Regions from separate parts of the Sus scrofa genome. Here region 2 is linked to region 1. A link is a contact called in public Hi-C data. All regions are on one chromosome and are shown on one strand. The core of a region is the stretch at or near the end of the contact, and the rest is flanking DNA. Distances in the headings are between cores, read along the strand shown. Region 1 holds the start of TSEN2 (tRNA-splicing endonuclease subunit Sen2). Region 2 has its middle 37 kb from the start of RAF1.

The links. Hi-C and Micro-C count contacts between places; a contact is called where the count stands out from the background.
Region 2: a Hi-C map of fetal heart ventricle shows a contact between it and region 1, with 2.4 times the contacts expected there. The contact joins the enhancer-like site here to the promoter of TSEN2 in region 1. A contact is called at or near these places in 3 of 47 Hi-C or Micro-C datasets (fetal heart ventricle, heart right ventricle and liver) and 1 of 2 datasets of contacts at active chromatin or transcription factors (alveolar macrophages).

Annotation. Positions count from the first base shown.
Region 1 is chr13:68,479,257-68,482,773 of Sscrofa11.1, forward strand. TSEN2 (tRNA-splicing endonuclease subunit Sen2) reads left to right here and starts at 1,486. Exons shown (of 13, transcript XM_003132372.6): 1 at 1,486-1,575.
Region 2 is chr13:68,693,128-68,697,056 of Sscrofa11.1, forward strand. No RefSeq gene overlaps it. Among named protein-coding and RNA genes, the nearest start is that of RAF1, 37 kb to the left of the region's middle. Within about 2 kb of position 1,399, at least 32 of the 83 cell types and tissues checked have an H3K27ac peak or open chromatin away from gene starts, as enhancers often do. A contact at or near this core is called in alveolar macrophages, where this site is marked.

The DNA.
Region 1 (3,517 bases), core at 236-2,735:
TGGTTTGTTTGTTTTCTTTTGTTTTTTGTCTTTTTAGGGCCAAACCTGCAGCATATGGAAATTCCCAGGCTAGGGGTCCAATCAGAGCTGTAGCCACCGGCCTACACCACAGCCACAGCAACACGGGATCAGAGCCACATCAGCAACTTACACCACAGCTCATGGCAGTGCCAGATCCTTAACTCACTGAGCAAGGCCAAGGATCAAACCCGAGTCCTTACAGATACTAGTCGGGTTCATTACCACTGAAGCAGGACAGGAACTCCTGCTGAAGCTAATTCTGATTTTGATTTCTCTGAAGTCTGAACTCCTTTAGGGAGCAGTTAAGGTTCCTACAGGCTGACCAGCCACAGAATACCACATCTTGAGCTCTTCCTACCAGGAGCTCACAGTCCAGTTAAGGAGGACCAGGGAACGGGGACAACACAGAGTTCCCCCAACTATCATGAGAACACAGGGGACAGTCACCCAAGCCAGCATGGGGAGGCAAGAGGAGGTCTCCTGAGGAAAAGGTATCTGAGTTGAGACTTGTAGGGTGACCAGGAATCACTGCTGCAGACAGAGGAGAAAGATGTTCCAGGAAGTGGCAACAGTGTGTGGGAAGCCCTGGAGACCAGAGAAAGCTGGGAAAAGTCCAGATTTCAAGGCCTGTCACACCTAGCCCCTTAAATCTCTCTGGCATTATTTGCCATCCTTCCCTGTCACCTACCCGCCTTGCACTCATGGTTTGTGTGCTGGGGACCCTGGGATTCATATGTGGAAAGGTATATATTGGACTCCCTACCAAGCCTCCTGGTCAGGAGAATCTTTTACTCTTCCCAAGGCACTGTCGTTTTGCTCATCCCTCATAATCCTGACGACCCTTTTTTTCAGTAGAGGAAATTGTGGCTCAGAAAGATTAAGTCACTCATTGGAGACCACACAGCTGGTGACAGGGTGAGGAGGTGGGGGGCGGGGTAGGGCTGCAAATACTGGTCTAACTGCCGGCCTATTGTGCCCACAGTGGCTTTGAGTCAGGTGTCTGCGAGAGGGCACTTTCTTACAGGTTTCCCTGCGTGCTGCACTTAAAAGCATGGAGAAAGCTGAAGTCTGCAGGCTGAGTTCAGAGGAATTGCTTACCAGGGCTGGGGTCATTTCAAGTCCGGTCGTCTCAAGCATCCCATCGCCCCGCGGCTGAGAACCGACATCTGAAGACCTGGGTTCCATTTTTGTCATATTTCTCTAACTCCAATACCTCCCAGTTATGTGTATATGGACATGTAACTTCGATCTCATCTGTTAAAACAGATCTTGCGGGACTATTGTGGGGATGAGAACAGCATGTATATACTGAGGCTGTCAGTACAATCACGGTGTGTGCAGGAAAGAGGACATGCGGTGAAGGGCATGCGGTACACACAAAGCACCCGCCTTAAGGCTCTGCGCAGGTGCGCTCTACAAAGACCCGGTGAGTCCTCCCCCGTGCTCTGCGGCTGCGCAGCTGTCCCGCTTTGCGGCCGCACTGCTTGACGGCAGTGGTGTCCGACCGCCAGCTGGCGTTACCGGGGTAACGGCGATCGCATGTGGCCCAGGAAGGTAAGGCGCGGGACTGGGAGCCGCTGGTGTCCCGGGAAGCTGAGCTGCATACTGAGGGATCCGCCTTGGGGAGAGACGTCCTGTTTTCCGAAAACCCCCAGGGCGAAAGCGGAAACGGCCCAGAGACGTTCCTCCGGTCGCACAGCCGCACCAGACGGCCGGGCTGAGGGGCCAGCCTTCCTACTTCAACCGGAATTAGCCCTTTTCCTCCTTCTTCTTGTACCTGTAGCCCTGTTTTTTGTGTTCTTTCTGGGAGCTCTGACTCCACGTCCTGTGCTGGGGGCGTCGGACTTCGATACTGGCTCTGCCCGAGAGGAGCCTTAGCCGCTGGGAAGGAAACCAGCAAAGGAATACGTTGTAACAGCGAGTCACGGACTTACCACTTTGGTCATTAGCTGCAGTTGCAGCTTGCATTTGGCTAGCACTTTACACGTAGTAGGTCCAGTACCAGGTTCCTTTGCACAGTCACCCGTTTCATCCTCACAACAGCCTTCCCAGGTCTGCTGTTTGTTTACCTGTCTTAGTCTCGTGTTCTAACTTGAAAGCTTCCCAGAAGCAGGCTTGTTTGCCTTGCCCCTTTAATCCTTGCCTCTCCTAGCCTAGGAGGTACTTATTTGGAGGTTTTTTAATTGGGAGACTTTGAACTTTGCTGGGTGGGAGGTTTTAACCAGGCTGGTTTAGCAAAGTCGGCCCAGAGGGTTGGAAAAATTAAATGAAGCTACTCCCCCACTCGTTTTATTTTGTTTTGTTTGGAATAAACGTATACTGAACACCTAAAAGGTGTTAGCTTGTCTGCTCAAGGGAAGATTAGGAACAAGCATTGCTTTTGATAGAAAAGTAAATATACTTAACGGTATGGACGCCTGGAGTCAGTATGCCCAGGTTTGGGAAAGGAAAAGTAACAGCCCTTTACAGGTACATAGCACTCAGCCCTTCTGAGTTCCTTTCCTCACCTTCACAATGGGGATGGTTGTTGGGATTGAGTTTGAATAGGCCATCCTATCACCAGAGGTTGCCAACTTTAGCTCCATGTTGAAATCACCTGGGTCCTACCCCAGATTTTCTGATGTAGTTGCAGCTAAGTCCTGGAGTTTCAAAATTTCCCCATGTGATTCAAAGGCAGCCAAGCTTGAGAGCTGCAGTTAATTTTCAGACCCCAGGTTAATTTTCTTAATCTTTGCTGTTTTCATTCCCTGCTGAAAAACTTGCACTGGGCCCAAGCCTTCACATCCCACCTGACCACTGGCCCAGTCTTTCCTAAACATTTGTATGTGCTTCAGTCATGGGTCCTTTTGTTAGTCTATCTTACCATGCCCTGTGTCCCTGCCGTCCTGGCCTTTCATGTTATAGCTGTGGGCAAATGACCTGCCCCCTCTGTTTCCTAGTCTGTGAAGTAAGGATGGTAGTACCCATGTATGTGGCGTGTGGCTGGCATGTGGTACAGTCAGCATGTTGTACCTTTTGGTGATGGTGAGCTCCTATCATTGTGTTAAATCTCCCATTAGGCTGTTCTCCTATCATGGTGCTGAAGAAACCTTTCAAAATGTGGAGACTAGCAAACTCAAACCTTTCTCCTTTGCTTTGCCTTCCAAGTTCTGCACAAGACATCTCTTCCATGAAACTATGAAACTAGAGATCTTCTGGTTTGTCTTACTGATATTTTTCAGCATTATTGAGAGATGATTCATGTATCATAAAATTCACCCCTGTAAAATGTGCAGTTTAGCAGTTTCAGTATATCAGAGTTATGCATCATCACCATCCCTGCAATCTAATTTTAAAGCGTTTTCATCATATTCAGGATAAACCCCATACCTGTTGGCAGTCACTCCCCATACCTCCCTTGCCCCAGCACCTGGCAGTCACTAATCGACTTTATGTCTCTTTGGATTTGCCTGTTCTGGGCATTTCATATTAATGGTCTTATACAATGTGTGGTCCT
Region 2 (3,929 bases), core at 149-2,648, 210 kb after region 1:
GCATTGTGTATTAAAACTATAGCGGAAAATAATATGAAAAAGTATGCATGTATATATATAACAGAATCAATTTGCTGTACAGCAGAAACTAATGTTGTAAATCAACTATACTTCAATAAATTAGGAAGAAAGAAAAAGGAAAAAAAAAGCATTCCCACTTCCCTAACATTTTTTCTTTCTGCCACTTCTACCTCACGTCAATTGGATCATATGTATTTACAAGCTTGATTAGTGTCCAGGCCATTTTGTAGGTGCTTTTTTTTTCCATATAATATCACACAGCAGTTTTTCCCATGACGCCACAAGCTTCAAAATTATCCTCTTTTTAAATGGAGGCATTAATGTTACTTATGTTTGTTTCCTTTGCCACCTAACAGTTGTCCTGTGTTTTAAGTTTTCTGCCATCATAAATAATGCTGTATTTGTGCATATGCTTTTCCCCAAATTTCAAATTATGTTATTTGGATAGGTTCTCAGAAATGGGGTTGCCAGATCAAAGGGTAGAAACACTTTTATAGCTCCTTTTAGGTGTTGCCAGATTGCTCTTCCAAAGAGTGGCTACTGGTTTCCACTGCCACTAAGTACTGGTAAAGACTGCCAGTTTCTAAACTGCCTCCCCTATGTGAGGGATTATGGTTTAAAATAGTTATGTTAATTTAATGGAGAAAATAAGTTATTTTCCTGCAGTTTTCATTTTCATTTCTTTATTGGAGACAACAGCTTTATTTCCCCTATAAAAATAAGCTTGTAACTACTTATTCCTTTTTAAATGAGTTTGGGAGGAAAGTTCTGGACTTCTCACCTTTTAACATCTTTGGGCTTCAGTTTCTACATCTACAAAGTGGACCAACTCCCGAGTGACTGTGAAATCAAGCATTCAAAGTGTGGGAAAGCTCTTTTTTTTCACACTGTATTCTTCTGCGTGTATTCGTTACTATTACCCCTACTTAGCTTCAAATATACCTATTTACTAATTTATTTTAAACCATTCTGTTTTGTAAATAATCCAGAAAACTTCCAACCACATCCCAAAGCTTGAAAGCCTTCTCTTTTTTTGTGACCTGGTGCCTTTGAAGGCTGTGGGCAAAGTCCCTTTTTATTTTTTCCGTTTTCAGAGAGAAACTCCACCATGTGTTTGGAGTTTTCAGGAGAAGGGTCCTCAGGGAGGAAAAGAGCTTCGCCATGCGAGGGCGCAGCCTCTCGGCTCTGCGGACCCTACCTTGCGTTTGGAAGAAAACCCTCTCTCATCAGGAAAGGTCAAGGGCGCTCTAGGCTCAACAGAGACGCTCCAGGTACCAGAAGCGGACCTCGGGTCCACCTGGCAGGCGCTGTAGCCAGAATACCCCGGTTACCCACTCTCTGGAAGGGTCCTCCCTCATGTTTGTCTCCGTTGCTAGGAAACCTCCGTTTCCCGAGGTTAGCGTCTCCCTCTTGCGTCCGTGCTCTGTCATAGCACCTTCAATTAAGCAAACAGCGAAGATTATTACTTTTTTGTTTTTCATACTGGATTCCAGTGATTTTTACTGTGGAATATGCAGAAAAGTATCCAAGATGTACTCACAGCATGAAAGATAGTTAGAAAGAAAACCTCCGTGTAACCACCAACTGGTAAAGAAACAGCCCAGCCAGCCCCTGAGACAAACTCCTCAGACCCCCCTCCCGCATCACAAGCCTCCCTCTACAGATAAACCCTCTCCCAGCGCTGAGAATCTTTTTTTCGCTTTCCTTCATGGTTTTATTACCTGTATATAGACCCTAAACAACATAGCTCTGGTTTTGTCTGTTTGGGGACTTTATGTAAATAAAATCCCATGGTTTTACTCAATGTTTATAAACTCCATCTGTGGTGTTGGGTACAGGTAGAGTGTATTCATTTTCATTGCTCTATATAATTTCACTCGGTGACTGTGCTACAGTCTATTCTCCGTTGATGGACACTGGGCTGTTTCTGACTATTTTGAAACAGCAGTACTGTAAACATTCTTGTGCATGTTTCACTGCATATGTGCATGCATATGTCCAGTTATGCATCTATGAGTAAAATTGCCAGAGTGTGGAATCTTTATGACTTACTAGATAATGCCGAACAATTTTTTAATTTTAATTTTTATTTTTGTCTTTTTAGGGCAGCACTTGTGGCATATGGAGGTTCCCAGGCTAGGTGTCTAATCAGAACTGTAGCCGCCGGCCTATACCAGAGCTACAGCAACGTGGGATCCAAGCTGTGTCTGTGACCTACACCACAGTTTCACAGCAACGCCGGATCCTTAACCCCCTGAGCAAGGCCAGGGATCAACCGGCAACCTCATGGTTCCAGTCGGACTCGTTTCCGCTGCGCCAGGACAAGAACTCCTGCTAACCTCTGATCTTAACAAGTATTACATTTTTAAAACCTTTTTATTTTGACATAATTTCAGACTTGCAGAAAAGTTGTTGGACTAGAACCAAAAAAAAAAAAAAATCCTATATTCCTTTCACCAGATTTCTAAATGTTAACATATTAACACATTTATTTTAATCCTTCGTTTATTTCTTTATTTTGCTTTTTAGGGCCGCATTTGTGGCATATGGATGTTCCCAGACTAGGGGGCAAATCAGATCTGTAGCCACTGGCCTACACCACAGCCACAGCAATCTTTTACCTTTTTCCCCTGACTTTGAAAACAAGTTGCAGACATAATGCCTGTGACCACTAAGTCCTTCAGTGTGTTTACTAAAAACAAGGACATTCTCTTATATAACCACAGTACAATGATCAAAACCAGGAAACTAACATTAATACATTAATTATGTCTCAAAGGGACACATTAATAATGCTTTAGCTGCTGACCCTATTCAGATTTTACCAATTGTCCCAATCATGCCTTTATTTATTTTTTTTTTAGGGCCACATTCTCAGCATATGGGAGTTCCCTAGGGGTCTAATTTGAGCTGTAGCCACCAACCTGCACCACAGCCACAGCAATGCGGGATCTGAGCCACGTCTGCAACCTACACCACAGCTCATGGCAACACCAGATCCCGGGCCCATTGAGCGAGGCCAGGGATCAAACCCATGTCCCTGTGGATGCTAGTCGGGTTCATTAACCGCTGAACCATGACGGGAACTCCCCAATCATGTCCTCTTTAACAGAGGAAAACTCAAGATTATGTTTACATTTGTGATCTCTTTAGCCTCCATTAACCTGTAACAAATCCTCTTCCTTTGTTTTTATATAACATTGACACGTTTTAAGAGTCCAGGTAAATTGTTTTGTAAAATGTCCCTTGATCTGTGTTTGTCAGATATTTCTTCAGGATCAAATTCAGCTTATGCATTTAGGCAGGAACACAGAAGTGATACTGTGTTCCCAAGCACCATTTTAAATCTTAAAATCAATCTAATACATTGCTCATTTATCCCTTCAGCGTCAAGAGACTGCTGAGTATACGATTAGAGATTTTAACAATATAAAAAGTGAAAAGACAAGCCACAGAGTGAGAGAAGATCATTGAAACATTTTATTAGAAAACAAATATTAAATGGAGGATAATATAAAAAAAAGGATCAAAAATTCTTACAAATAGAAAAAAACGCAGACAACCCAATAGGGGAAAAAATGGACTAAGTCTTGACCTAGTTCTTCCCCAAAGAGGAGATCTCCAGGGGACAGGGAGGGGCAGAGGGCCCCATGCATGGGGAAGTTCCCAGATCAGGGATCAAACCCTTGCCACAGCAGCGACCTGAGCCACAGCAGTGACAATGCCAGATCCTTAACTGTTGAGCCACCAGGGAACACCTAATTCATCAACCACATTAGAAAAGAGTGTGGCCTTGTCAGTTCAAGGAAGGCCTGAACAGAACGGAAGTATGGAGAAAGGCAGTATCCATTCTTCCTCTACCTGACTGCCTGAGCTGAACATTGGTCCTCTCTTGCCTTGGAGTATAC